Regions from separate parts of the Mus musculus genome. Here regions 2 and 3 are each linked to region 1. A link is a contact called in public promoter capture Hi-C data. All regions are on one chromosome and are shown on one strand. The core of a region is the stretch at or near the end of the contact, and the rest is flanking DNA. Distances in the headings are between cores, read along the strand shown.

Region 1 (4,759 bases), core at 778-3,277:
GGATAACCCAGAGGCTTCCACCTGCCTGGACAGAGTGGAGTTCCAATCCTCAGCAGGGTCTGCTGCTGCAAGGATTGCTGGTCCGGAACACACCCTCTCTGGTCTTCTGTCCCACTCCTCTCTATACAGTTTTCTGGTACTATCGCCCACAGCAGGCTCTTGAACTAGAATCCTTTGGAAGAAATCCAGATTGAAATAGAGACAGCATGGCTTTCTAGCAATCCACTCTGTAACACAAGAACTAGTTCATTTCTGTCCAGAGCTGACCCCAAAGCAACCTTAGGGGGAAAGCCTCATTTTAATACGGCTCTGAAGCTCTGGCTGATTCCTGGTGGCTCTCAGCGATGAAAAGTGACACTACTCTGTCACCTGCTCTGTGTGCTAGGGACCACTAGTGCCACTTCTCTCTTAGAAAGGGCCAAAGGCTAATGTCATGAGAAAGCAGGCCAAGTCCAAGGTGGCTGACGCAGGCCTTTGAACCTGCGCTTTCACAGTCCACGGACCTGAAATGTCAGTGCTCCCTGACAGTGGTGCTAAGGGAACAACTGCTCGACCAACTTCGATTATCTCTGGTAAAAAGAAGCCAAATTCACAGGAACACGGAGCCTGGCATCCTCTGTCCGGTGTAAGCGGAGAGCTGGGGCGTCTCTGAAGCCGCCTAGGAAACACACTTCTGGGCGTGCCTGTGAGCATCGGCTGAGGTGGAAAGACTCGCTCTATATGTGTCACGGGCTGTCTCAAACAACCACACAGCTACTGGCCCCCAACCTGCTGCACCGAGCAGCCACCACTAGAGGCCACCACACGTACCTCTGCACCTGAAACCCTTCATTAACATCCTCCAGATAACTCAGAAGTGAGACTCACGTTGCGAGTGAATGCAGTCTACAGATACGCAAATTCACACCTAAGGGAAGGTCTCAGTGCCCTGCCAACGCATACACTGAACAGAGGGCAAGGCCACTGTGGCTGTACAATGGAAGCTGACAGCAGTCCCCACTACATCCACCACGCCATGGATGTGGAAGAGAGTAAACAGGCTAACACCTTAGGGATACACTAAGGCAGGTGTGCCTGGGAAGACGGCAGAAAGCAATTAGGGAAGAAGACCCAACCCAGGCTGAGGATGAAGAAACCTCATGGCCAGCCCTGCTCACAGGTAAGAGTGGGGAGCCTGATGTCTGCCGTCGGCCTTGCCTAACACCATTAAGGGGGGAATGTAAGCTGGAACAGAGTGGGAAAGGTTAAAGAGGAACGTTGAGGCTAACTTGAAAGAATCATGGCTTTCACACCAGAAACTGGGCATAAAAGCAGCTCACCAGGCTGGTGACTGATGGAGCCATCCTGACAGGAACCACAAAGAGGCTCTTAAAGGGAGTCTGTAAGAAAGCGTTGGATCAGTGGAGCTGTCAGACCTGAGACAACCCAGCCCAAATGCAGTGTGCCACACTGTCCTGCCACTGTAGCTGCACGGGTAGGTCACCCTTTCACCATGCAGCACCTCACTCGTGAGAGCAAGCATCTCAGGCTAGCTCCAGCCCGCAGACAGACCCTTGTTCTTTAGCCTCTTGCTGTGTCCCTCAGCAAATGTCACTCAGCACACCAGACAAGTCCTGGAGCTCCCTATGACCGGGTCAGTTATAATATGTGGACGACACTTGCACAAGCCTGCCTGCTACAGCCTAGGTAGCCACAGGTGACAAGTGGAGAACAGAGAGGATGCAGATCAGGCAGGGCAAGAAGGGCTAGCCCAGTCAGGACGATGCTTACCTTGCGAACATACGGGGCGGAATTCATCCCCAGAGCATATTACTAATGTGATGGACCTTTGTTACCAAAGAACTGTACTTAGAAAAGGAAACAAACTTCAGAGAAATAAAAATCCCAGCAACAGCCCCTGGAGTATAGGAGGCCCCGCCACAAGGCTCGTGAAGAAGTGGAACAGAGGCCTCAGCACAGTCCACTCAGTCCACTGTCAGCCTGAGACGCCCGCCAAGCTGGCTGGCTGAAAGAACATGCTGGGTCTGTTCTGTTTGCTGTAGTTTTCTGAGCAGGCTCCATGGTGAGCGAAGAGGCGAACAGGAATCTTCCATTATCCCTTTCAGCTGAAAAGAAACCTCACCACAGAATGCACTTACTGTGAAAGTTGGTACAAACAGCAGCCACGGGGAGGTCGCGATTAGAGGAGGCTTCCAGGGAGAACGGCTTCTTAGAGAGTTGGACTCTGATGGGCAGAGGGAGATGGTGACGGGTGAGGGGTGAACGAAAGAGGGGGCAGGAGCAGAGCAAGGCCTGAGCCTGAGCAGAGGCAGCGGGTGAGCTCACTCACTCAGCCTACATCTGAAGCATCGGTCATCCTAGGTGCCCCACAGCAGGACCAGATCAGTGGGCAAGACAGCAGGCTGGGCCAGTGGAGCATGGTGGTAGGAGCGGCTACAGTTTAACACTGAGAGTTGGGACCTAGGAAACACCGTAGCAAGTTGTTCTAAGAACAGGGTCTTGAGTATGAGCTCAAGGATGCCAGACTTGATTCACAGACATCACTGAGCCAAGGGAGCTTCTCTGAGAAATGTCTGTGAGAGGCAGGGCAGAAAAAGGGAGCCATCAGGTTAGCTCCAGCTGGGGTGATTCATCTTCGGATGCATAAGACCCCGTATGGGACAGAAAGGGGATCAGAGGCTGGAGGAGGAGGAGGAGGAGGGAGAGGAGGGGGAAGGGGAAGAGGGGAAGAGGAAGAGGAAGAGGAAGGGAAGGAGGGGGAGGAGGAAGAACAGAAAAAAGGAGGAGGAGGGGAGGAGGAAGAGGAAGAACAGGAGGAAGAGGGGAGGAGGAGGAAGAGGAAGAAGAGGAGGAAATGAGGAGGGGGAGGAAAAGAAGGAAGAAGAGGAAGAAGAGGAGGAGGAGGAAGAAGAGGAGGAGGAAAAGGAGGAGGAGGAGGAAAAGGAGGAAGAGGAGGAAAAGGAGGAAGAGGAGGAGGAGGGATGCATGTCTTGCGGAACCCTGCTCTGTGTGGTTATATCCTGAGGAGTTCTACTGGGAATAAGTTTAGGAATGAGACAACCCCTCTTTGGAAACATTTAAAAGTTTCTCAATCGTCCTGCAGATAAACAAACAAAACCACATTTGATTCTTCCCGACCCTGCATATTCCACTCTTTTATGACCAATTTGTTTGGGGTGAACATCACAGGACATGAGGAGGGAGGCGGGAGGGGAGGAGCCATTGAAGTCAAAGAGGACAGGATGCCAGGAATCCTCTAAGACTCAGGAACGTCTCACTGAAAAGTTGGGCCACCTTCAGGGAACTCACAACGAATACCCTGTGCCCATGCACACAGACACACAACAGCACCCTGTGCCTCAACACTCAGGCTTCTATTTGCCTGGCTGCTTAGCAGTCTGCATCTATTAGATCACCGTGACAGCTTTTGGATGTCCATCCCTTTAAAACAAACAAACAAACAAACAAACAAAAAGGTAAGATCTAGAAACCCGCATCTCACTGATTTACCAACTTATCTTACACAGGGTTTCCAATGCCACTCCCTAACCAGGCAGCAGGCTCACAAGTCAATCATTTTTCAAGCAGACAGTCTAAAAGCAAAAACCTCAAATCCAAGTGTGGATGTACATGATAGAAATCCCAGCACACAGTGGATGAGGCAGGAGGATTAGAAGTTCAAGGACATCCTTGGCTACAGAGTCAATTCAAGGCCAGCCTTGGCTACATGAGACAGCCTCTACTAAGTTAATAGAAATGCCAAAAGGAAAGCCTTTTCTGATCCACCCTGGGAGAGGTTGATGGCTTACGAGGGTCCAAACTCTCGTGTCTCTTGGAATCTGTGCAACTCTGCATTGGGCCGGTTTTCACAATGCCCACAGAACTTGTTCTCTAGCTCACAGACTCGGCCGTTTCTCTCAGGGCATTGTCACAGTGTGCCGGGGTCCCATGTTTGTACCCAGGTACCTGGAGGTGCCATGCTACTGGCTCGAGCCCCACATTTGGGGGAGCAAGATAAGGAGCCACTTTCCAAAGCCTAACATGGGGTCCCATGGTTGGTAGATGAAGACTGGTCCCATCAGCTCAATAAGTAGTTTTGGTTTGACCTCTGGCTTCCCTGGAGATGCACCACCCCCAACTCCACCTGCTGCCACCTGTGTCCCCTCTGCAGCCCAGGTGGACTCAGAGGTGGTTTGTGTGGAGGAAAAAGCACAAAGAAAATGCAGGAAAGCTTTCAGCAGCGTGAAGCCCGAGAGGCTCAGCTCTGCACTGGTGGGAGCTGGAAATCCAACAATGCCATGCCCATCCACCTTGGCAGGGAGCCTCGGTGCCTCCGGATGCCAGGAAAGGAGCCAGCTGCCTCCTGCAAACATCACAACCTGTCAGCATGAGTCACAAGTCAGTGCCATTCGTTACCTAGCGTCTGAGATTCACAGAAACTGCAGGGTTCTGGGACATAATTCCCACCAAGGTTAAATTCTCAAGAAAGAAAGATACCGAGACCAACAGACTAGTTTGCAGGAGAAAATAGGAGGCATTTCTTATTAAAAGCAGCAGCAAGCATCAGGCCCTCCCCTGGGCTCACCTCCAGATTCCTCTCCCAGAACGGACAGGGATGGAGCCTCCACCTGCGAGGCTTCACTGCTGCTCATGAGCTCTTGAAGGGGTATCAACCCCACACCAGATATTGTAAAACACATTCTCAGAATGAGTGACTGAATGGATAGAGAATAAAGCTGAGCCTTCTAACCCTGACTGA
Region 2 (4,759 bases), core at 1,359-3,858, 200 kb before region 1:
GGACTGTAGAACGTGAGCAGAAATTAGGCTCTGGGGCTTCTCTTTGGCTTTCCTTCTGTGCATCGTGTTATACAGTCTTTGTGTGTGTGTGTGTGTGTGTGTGTGTGTGTGTGTGTGTGTGTGTGTTATACAGTCTTTGCAGTCTCCATTACATGCCGCCTCTGTCTATCCCCAGCCACCCTTACTCTGCAGACAGGACTAACTGGAATGTCTGCTCGGTCCCACCAGGTGAAGCAAACCCATCAGTGTGAGCCCCACAAGTGCTTGGTGGAGGATGCCCTCGTGTTTCTGCACGCATTCTTTAACACACCCAAGCATCACATTTATTTTTCCAACAGCTGCTGCATATTGTGCAGACTTCTTAATTAGCTAATGCTCGGCAAGCCCTCTGAAGATAAAAAGCCCAATAGAAGCTCTAAGTGTTATTATTACTCTGACAAAAGAGCTCTCTCTCTCTCTCTCTCTCTCTCTCTCTCTCTCTCTCTCTCCCTCTCCCTCTCCCTCTCCCTCTCCCTCTCCCTCTCCCTCTCCCTCTCCCTCCCCCCCTCTCTCTGTCTTTTTACCTTGGCTCCCCCAGAAATGTATGAGCCTGATTTCTCTCTAACTAGCAATAATCAGAGGACAGGCTGCATAAATCACAGAGAAAGAACTGGGGGATTCAGTTCTGGCCCCTGAACCAGGTAACTGGGCATCCTGGGTGTTCCTTCCAGCCCAGATATAATCATTATCTGCCCAAAGGAAAAGGGTGCCAGGTTGGGGGGCAGTCGGAAAGCACAGTCTCGGGCTCTAAGATGCTGTCCTGGGAAGGAAAACACTTGCTTCCCTGCAAGGACTTTCTGAATGTCAAAGCTGTGTTTGTTTCTTAAGGCGGAGTCAGGAGAACAATGCAGGTATTTAGGGATCACAAACGATGTCCTTGGATACAGATGACCATGGCTTCGATATGAAAAATGATGCATCTAAGTCAAACTTACCAGGCAGGTGTCTGTTTCCCTTCTGTATTTCCAAGAGAAAAGACTGGAAGAGAAAACTTCCACAAATGGAGACAAACACTAAGCAAGAGCCTGCAGGCCAGTGGTCACCATTGTGGGGGTCTGGACATGTTCCCCATGGGGTCAGGAATATGAGTATTCAGTATTCAGTCCTTCCTTGGTAGTGCTGTTCCGGGAGGTTATGAGGAAGTGCAGGCTTGCTGGAAGAAGGCCATGGCTGAGATCTGGCTGTGAGTATTCATAGCCACACCCACCTGCAGCTTGCTTTCTCAGTTTCCTGTGCTAAAGATTGGATCTCTTGGGTTCCTGCTTTGGCTTCCTGCTGCTAGGCAACCCTCACCAACCCACACACTTATTATGCATTTCCCTCTCTGGAACCAGGAGCAGGAATAATTTCTACCATCTGTAAGCTGTTTTAGGCCATGGCATTTTATCACAGCAACGGAAAGGTAACTAATACACACACTCATCCATACTTAACAAAACCCACTCTTTAAGATAAACAGCCTGCAGCCTCTGCCCTGGGGGCATGATGACCCCTTCCTCCAGGGAAGATGAGCCTCTGAGATGTCTGTGAGCATCTCATTATCCTGAAGAAATCCTTGTGGGTGGCGCCAATCCCTAGGCTGGGTTTGAGAAGCAGAACACAGAGAAGGGGAGGAAGAAACAGCTATGCACACTCACTACTCTTTGACACCTGATCATGAATAGGACGTGGCCAGATGCCGCTTGACTTCCCGTCATGGGAGACTGCACCCTTGAACTGTGACCCTTGAACTGTAGACCAGAATAAATCATTTTCCCTGAAAAGTTGCTTTTGGCAGAGACTCTGTAACAGCAATAGAAGCCACAGTGACACATCCCTCCCATGCCTCCCACTGCAGTTCTGTGCAAACTATCTTGGCCATGTGAGTGATGCTGTAGCAAAATGCATACAAATCAATCAATCAATCAATCAATCAATCAGTCAGTCAACCAATCATGCTGTTCCCCAGGGCAACATGCAAGCAACTATTTCTTGACAATTAAAATTTAAAAGTTTAGTGGCTAAGGAGATGACACGGTCCATAAAGTGCAAACATGTGGACATGGATTTAGTATCTAGAACCCATGGTCTTACAAAAGAAAGATTGCGCTATGCTTACTGTTTTAGCACAGGCAGAGGGATCCCAGTCTGATGTCAGCCTGGGCTTTAAAACAAGGGTGTCTCAGGACAAACCAGTAAACAAACAAGCAAACAAGCAAACAACGGGATAAACACGGAATTTAAAACCCGAATGGAAATGATGGAAGAGGACTTGTCAGTGCACGGCGCTTCATCAGCCTGCTCTGCGCATCACCAAAAGCTTTCGCCTCTGCTTCCTGCTGCCAAAGCCCACAAATAGACAAGGATATGCTCCGAAGCCTCACATGCCAAGTTAAGAACACATCTACGGGGTCATCCGTGCCTGAGGCTAGGAAGAGAAAAGCGTGTCTGGTACTCAGTGTGGGCTTCAGGTCACATCTCTGTGACCGGAGAGTCTGTACTCAAGACCAACTCTAGAAGGGATGAACCACCTCGCTCCCCTGGAAAAACAGTAGCCAGAGAGGGAGCTGTTCCTTAGGAGAGTTTGTTTGTAGCTAACAGAGGATAAATTATTCAGGAGCAACAGCCTTGTGAGCCCTGTAATTACTGCCAAGTAACTGAGACTATTGACCTACAAAATGCAGATCAAAACCCAAATCTGCATTTCAGACAAGATTCCTCTCAGGATCTAGCACACTGTGCTGCCCAAGTGGCTGCTTTGAAAACCAAAACAGGAAGCAGAAAATACTGTCACTCAAAAGATGTCACTTAGGGACAAAGAGGAGCTCAGGTGCCAGAGAATAAGAAGCCCTGGGCTCAGCAGCACACCCTCCCCAAGCAGATTTACCTGTACCAAACCCAGACTCCAGGGCTCAACTCACAGCTTTCTGGCCTCCTAGGGTCGTGCATGTTCCACATCTGCTCTGTAAATCCTGTGGACAAGCTTTCCTTTTTCTAGACCGGCCTCTCCACCACTTCTCCCCAGTCTGTATTGTTCCCCCAGTCAATGTCTGCCTCATGCAACTTCCTCAGCGAACTCTTTCTTTCCAATAAAAATAGAAGCATCAAGGCTGGGAATGGTGGTGTAGGCCTTCTATCCAAGCACTTGGATCTCTGTGATTTCGAGGTCAGACTGGTGAACTTCAGGATAGCCTTAACTACATAGAGACCTTGTATAATTAAAAAAAGGGGGGAGGTGAGGAGGAGGAGGAGGAGGAAGAAAAAGAAGAAAACTTAAAAACAAAAGAGATGAGAGAGGCATCAAATCTACAAATCTACTTCATTTCTTAAACACAAACAATTTTGTTACATATCCAGATGTGATCAAAAAGATCTATTCTAGTAAATTTGGCTTCATTAGTAAAAAAAAAAAAAAAAAATAGGCTTTCAAAGGCATCCTCTGTTCTCCATGTAAGTCATTGCACTAGTTAGTCTTCTGTTCATGTGATACAATGTCACAACTGAGTGTAACTTAAGGAAGAGATTCTTTACTTATTGCTCATGGTCCCCTTGTGTGTGGTGGGTGGGTGTCGGGTGGGGGAGGCATGACACCAGATGGCAAGAGCAGGAAGCTGGGAGCTGGGGGATCCCAAACTCATTCCAAAGCACAGAGCTCAATCTAGAAGTGGGATAGCTATAAGCGCTCAAAAACAGTTCAGGAACTCATTTTCTCCATGAAGGCTACACCTCCTGAAGGTTCTATAACTGCGGAAACAGTGCCACCAACCAAGGACCAAGCACCAAACACTCGTGCCTGTGGGGGACATTCCTCATTCAGACACTATAACCACACTCCTACCAATCTTAGAAAACCAAGGAACAAAGCATCTATACACTGATTTAGGTGTCATTAAAGAAGTCATTGTTGGTGGTCCCATTTACATCAGTATGTGGGAGTCTGTGAAGAAAGAGTATCTTTGGGTGGGCAGTGCATGCTGTATTTTGGGAACACATCCTCAGAGAGACTGAGAATCAGCCAGTGAAGATGGAAACATCAGAAGGCAAAGCACAGAGGGAAGAGAGAAGGAGGAGACAGCTTCATGGATGAGCTGCGCCTTCCAGCCAGGTTTGGAAGAGTGTCTCAGACCCACGGCGGCAACCACCATGATGCAACTCAGTGTGCTAACCTAACATCTTGTCTACAACACATTCTAGTGACAGTTACTTCCTATGACTGTATACATTCCAGGCATGAGGGGAGTGGCTAGTTTATGAGGGAGAGGAGGCTGTCTTATCCTCTCCATATTACTTCATGAATCAACTTCACTTTTAGGAAAAAAAAATTTATTTATAGCTAAAAATCTACTTCTGTCTCCAACACTGAAGAAGACCTTGTGGTTGAGTGCACCCTCTGACTGTCCGAGCTTCTGCTCTCCACACAGAAAGCAGCACGGATGCACAAGGCCATCCTCATCTCCCTTGGGACTTCCAAAGCTGGAATATCCCAGAACTGGAACGGTCTGTCTGTTAGAGACGCCTTTGCCTAGTATCAGATATACTCTCTCGACATTTCCACTTAAGTCTCAGCCTCTGAAGGTCACTACCCACTGCCTGTCCTTCATCTGTGTTCTCTGACACTTGTAGAGATGTGTGTAGACCTGAGGCTGCTTGTGCTGTTAGACGATGGTGAGCAGAAGTCACTAATCACACTGAGAACAGAGAAGGATGGTGGGCCAGCTCAGTCTGTCCCCAGCTCCACAGC
Region 3 (4,759 bases), core at 952-3,451, 180 kb after region 1:
TGATGCGCATGCTTGATTAAGCAGGCCTGGCTAAGATCACACTTAAAAAGGAAACGGCAGTAGCAGAGGTCAGCATATAGAGCCTTCCGTCCTCACCACTCTCCATCCACAGGCAGTGGCTACCTGAGGCACCAAGTGGAGGACCTAAAGCTTCCTCCAAGTCAGCAGGAGACAAGTCGCCGTGTGCCCTGGAGGAGGAACAGGACTTCTTTGGCCATTGATGTTTCTTTGGAAAGATAAAGGCAAAGTAAGGAATGTTCTAGCAATGGCTGTTTAACACTGCCTTGAAATTTCTACCCAGTAAGCAAGGCAGGAACCAGAAGTGGATATAAATCTTCCCTGACCTCAAAATGCCAAAATTATTTTTATTTTCAGATGACACTGTTTCTGGGGAAGATGCAAAAGAAGAAACTAGAAAAGAATATGGTTAATAAGAAAGCCTAGTAAGATTTCTGGTAATTAAATCCATACAAAGAATTCAAGTATTTTTTAACATTTCAACAGTGAACAGCTAGATATATGATGGAAAAATTCCATTCCAACTATTTACTAACCATATAAAGTACATAGAAACAAACAAATGTATGGAGAAATGTATCAAGGTTGTTGATGAAGGAAATCATGGAAACTCTGGGCTGGAGAGAGAGTTCAACAGGCTCTCTAATCATGAGGACAGGAGTCCAGATCTGAGGCAGGAGGATCACTGGAGCGCAGGGAGAGAGTACGCCTGAAAGGAACAGGCTCAGACTGGTAGACAAGGCCATTTGCCTTCTTCTGGCCTCTGCATATATGCACACACAGATACATAAGAAAATACATCCCTTTCAAAAAGGAAGTCATAACTGGCTGATCTGAAAGGGAGACTTAAATAATTGAATGTCCATCTTAAGTTTCTAGATAGAAACACTCAACATTTAAACATCTTTCAAAAGATATTAGTTCATACATCAAGTATGGTTATAGATGAATATGAAGATTCATCATGATATAAAAGTAATGATAAAAGGAGCCACATAATTGTGGCAGAACAAAACATTGGAAAACTTTGCAGAATTAAACCCAACTAAATATGTTCCAATTAATCCAACCCATCGATTTCCCTGTCTCTCAAAAGTCAATGATGCACTAAGACTTTTAAGTGGTAATTTCAATAACCTCATGGGTTGTGTTTTTAATGTTGATTTGCATCTTATTTTTGTATGTAAGCATGGTATCTCTGTACATGTGTGCATAAGTATGTATGTGTTTATGTGTGTGTGTATGTGTATCTGTGTGTGTGTAAATGTGTGTGTGTGTGTGTAAATGTGTGTGTATGTGTGTGTGTGTTTATATGCAGATCTCACTGTGTGCATGTGCTCAGAGGGTAACTTGCAGAAATCCATTTTTTCCTAACATCTGGGTTCTGGGATCCCACGCAGGTTTCTCGGCTTGACATCACACTTTTACTCACTAAGCTGTCTCACTGGCCCTGGGAGCTGTTATCTATTGTGTAATATGCTTCATCTAAGATATAGAAATGGGGTATGTCAGCAAAGTGACAGAATAGGAAGCCCCAGGTCTTCATCCTTACCAATGCCTGGACCAACTCTGTTCTCTGAAATACAGAAACCAGGGTTCTCCATTTAAACTATATGTCCAGCCTAGATTTGAAGTTTTAAAGGGCTAAAAAATTTAATCTATATCCTTATATTATGTAAGTAATTGCATTTCTAATGTACTTAATATCAAACCATGTGTTTATTTTTTAAATGATATTCCAATTATATACTTTCTGCCAGGCTTGCAGAAAAAACATTCCAAAACCACATTTCGAGATTTTATTTACGAGGGTGTCACGTGTGGGGATGGCAGACTCCCTCCTACACGGGAACGAACCAGTGAGGCCTAAGAGAAGGCAGCACTCACGCAGATCTCACGAGCTGTACCTGACTAGGGTCACATGACTAATCAATATTAATATGTAGTGTGATGTACACAGGGTGCTTCTCACACCTGAGAGACACACGGCATAGACAGAGTGGAATCTTTGTAAAGTTTCCTCTTAGCTCTCCTGCATGCCATTGCTATCCTTTAGGTTTTTCATATGTCACCAACTTCACAACCGCCTCAGGTTTCTGACCCGGGCTGATGACGGCTCTGCAGGTATTGTGATGTCACCCTGCTGCCTTCCCTCTGGCTGATGAGGGGCACGCCTGCGTCTGGAGTAGAGCCTCCCACATTATCAAGGCCTGTGACTGAGGAATGGCAGCATGACTGCCCACCGTGCTCTTCCTACCCTTAAGAAGCAATGAATAACTCTTCTAAATTATGCCGGAAGACGTCTTTTCCAAGAAGCAATATATTCTGTAACCTTGTTGACAAGATAGTTAAGCGGCCCTCTCTGCAGTTTCTGGGCCAATGGGGATACCACTGCTATGAACCCAGGATTTACAGAACCCTGGCAAAAATCCTGAGGTATGTTGACTTGGACGGCTTTGACATACTCCTCACGGACTATATTGCTTTTGTGGAAAAGTCAGGACACCGTTTTGAACTCAACTTTAACCTTGAGTTTACTGAAATATGCGTGAATACCATTCTGTACTGGGTTTTCGCCAGGAAAGGTAATCCTGACTTCGTGGAACTGCTTCTCAAGAAGACGAAGGACTATGTCCAAGACAGAAGCTGCAGCCTGGCGCTGATATGGAGGTAATCTCATGCTTTGTCCAGAGAGAGGTGTGTCTGGGAGAGGGCAGGGCTGTCTGCTTAGCTCAGCTTGTGAGGTGGGAATGTGTCATTGGGTTTTACCTGTAGTGCGCACTATCAAGTCATGCTGGATCTGCTCAAGGAAAGCAATGTTAGCAAACGCATGGAAAATTCCTTAAAAAGCAACAGACCTTGCCTTACGCCATACTGCGGCCACTTCTTTTGGTCTCCTGAGAGTGTACACTTGCAGTGTGCGTACGGTTCACTCAGAACATTCCTATCACGAGTGGTGCTCAGTCAACACAGCTACGTTGTGTCAGGTCTTAATAAATTTTATTTCAATTCTTCCACAACTGAGTTCAGTGAAAACCATGGTCCTTACAGGCCAACTTTTTACAGCCCGAACTTGTCAATCTGTCTGACAATGTCACGAAACTAAAAGCTCCAGGTGACTGTCTTATAGCTCAAGAGTTTGATCCAATGCTAATCAGTTCTCGGCCCGATCAGAACAGATGTGCATTGGCTCCTTCATTCAGGAAAATGTTTATGCATCACAATCTCTGCAGTGGCAGGAGCAGGTGTCAGCGACACACAAGGCCCAGGTCAGAGACCAGGCAGGGTGGGTTCTGCTGGGAGCAGCCCTGCATCCTGGCTGCATCACTCTGCCGCTCAGAGCATGCAGGACTGTGTTCCTGAATGATCATCCCAGCACATGAATGGGTAGCTGGGGTCTAGAAATAGTAAATAACTCCCTCCCCCCATAGGACTTGTGGTGGATTGAATATCCTTGGCCCATGGTAAGTGGCACTATTAGGAGATGTGGCCTTATTGGAGGAAGTGTGTCACTGTGTAGGCAGGCTTTGAGGACTCTTAGTGCTCAAGTTCCACCCAGTGTGGAAGAGAGCCTCCTCCTAACTGCCTACACAAGGCAGTTCCCCTTCTGTTGCCTTCGGATCAAGATGTAGAATCTCTCAGCTCTTTCTACAGCACCATATCTGCTTGGATGCTACAGTGCTTCCTGCCATGATGATAATGGACTGAACGTATGAACCTGTAAGCCAGCCCCAACTAAATGTTGTCCTTTGTAAGAGTTGCCTTAGTCATGGTGTCTTTTTACAGAAATGAAACCCTAATTGAGACAGGACTTTTTGTCATTTTAAACATTGTTTTATGTACTTACAGCTTTGAGTAACTAGCTTAAAGCCCAGTGTCTTTGGTCAGGCAAGTGGACAAGAAAAGTGTAATAAGATAGAGGAAATGAAGAATTAAACTTGGACAAAGGAAAGGAAACATTTTAATGGAAAATGAGAGTGGAAGTGAATCTTGACTGACACATTCCTAAGTGTGTGGTGGTGGGATGAACTCAAGGCTTGTCGTGCCCATTCCTACTCCCATGCCCACAGTTTCACTAGGCAAGCATGCTACATCTGAGCTGCCTTGCTCACTCTCCACCATGTATAGGACAGTTTTTAAATTGGTAAATTCTCATGTGGATGCAGAATCATCCAAATCATTATCTCTAGCCCTAACTTCTGCAGCTGCTATCTGAACATGCCACATGGAACAAAACAGAATACCAACTGGACCCATCTATCTCCAAGCCTCTCTGGCTCTCTCCTCAGTAAGACCCTGACCCCATTGTTCAAGGCAGACATTTGGGATTCATTCTTGATTCCCGATTCTTGTCGCTCTTGCCATTACATCAATGAGTGCTTTGACTGCCTACAAAACAGATCCTACTTAGTTTCATGATATCATTTCATGTTCAGTCGAGACGGAGCCCATGTCATCTCTTACCATGACAACAACCTCTCAATGTGTCAACTTTTGAAGGCTAGTATATAAAACAATGGTTTCATTATGACATGTTCATGAGTTGGTGTCACTGTGCCTTCCTCATTCCCTTCCCAGCTACTTCCCGGGCCTCATCCTATCATGTTTTATCACGTTTCCTAGTAGTCCTCCTTTTGCATCCATACCACATTGTCGTGTGTATGTACATACGAATTTAAGTCTAAATTGTTTATGAGAGAAAGCATTAATATTTTGTCTTCCTCCCATTACTGTTCAATTT

The links. Promoter capture Hi-C pulls out the DNA fragments that hold promoters and counts their contacts.
Region 2: a promoter capture Hi-C map of hippocampal neurons shows a contact between it and region 1, with 4 times the contacts expected there. The contact joins two enhancer-like sites. A contact is called at or near these places in 1 of 39 promoter capture datasets (hippocampal neurons), 1 of 484 Hi-C or Micro-C datasets (embryonic stem cells) and 4 of 115 datasets of contacts at active chromatin or transcription factors (astrocytes and embryonic stem cells).
Region 3: a contact with region 1 is called in a promoter capture Hi-C map of hippocampal neurons, with 4 times the contacts expected there. The contact joins the promoter of Asb17 here to the enhancer-like site in region 1. A contact is called at or near these places in 15 of 39 promoter capture datasets (the C10 cell line, the HPC-7 cell line, HPC-7-derived erythroid cells and 11 more), 1 of 15 datasets of contacts at CTCF or cohesin (large pre-B cells), 17 of 484 Hi-C or Micro-C datasets (the C10 cell line, CD8 T cells, the G1E-ER4 cell line and 7 more) and 1 of 9 other capture datasets (adipose tissue).

What each region holds. Positions count from the first base shown.
Region 1 is chr3:153,657,789-153,662,547 of GRCm38.p6, forward strand. All of the region lies in intron 1 of St6galnac3 (ST6 (alpha-N-acetyl-neuraminyl-2,3-beta-galactosyl-1,3)-N-acetylgalactosaminide alpha-2,6-sialyltransferase 3), which reads right to left. Among named protein-coding and RNA genes, the nearest start is that of Gm52633, 65 kb to the left of the region's middle. Within about 2 kb of position 2,028, at least 29 of the 459 cell types and tissues checked have an H3K27ac peak or open chromatin away from gene starts, as enhancers often do. A contact at or near this core is called in hippocampal neurons, where this site is marked.
Region 2 is chr3:153,456,148-153,460,906 of GRCm38.p6, forward strand. The region is part of intron 2 of St6galnac3 (ST6 (alpha-N-acetyl-neuraminyl-2,3-beta-galactosyl-1,3)-N-acetylgalactosaminide alpha-2,6-sialyltransferase 3); the gene reads right to left. Among named protein-coding and RNA genes, the nearest start is that of Gm46831, 51 kb to the right of the region's middle. Within about 2 kb of position 2,609, at least 30 of the 459 cell types and tissues checked have an H3K27ac peak or open chromatin away from gene starts, as enhancers often do. A contact at or near this core is called in hippocampal neurons, where this site is marked.
Region 3 is chr3:153,842,046-153,846,804 of GRCm38.p6, forward strand. It overlaps Asb17 (ankyrin repeat and SOCS box-containing 17), which reads left to right and starts at 2,202. Exons shown (of 3, transcript NM_025758.4): 1 at 2,202-2,688. The coding sequence starts at 2,288.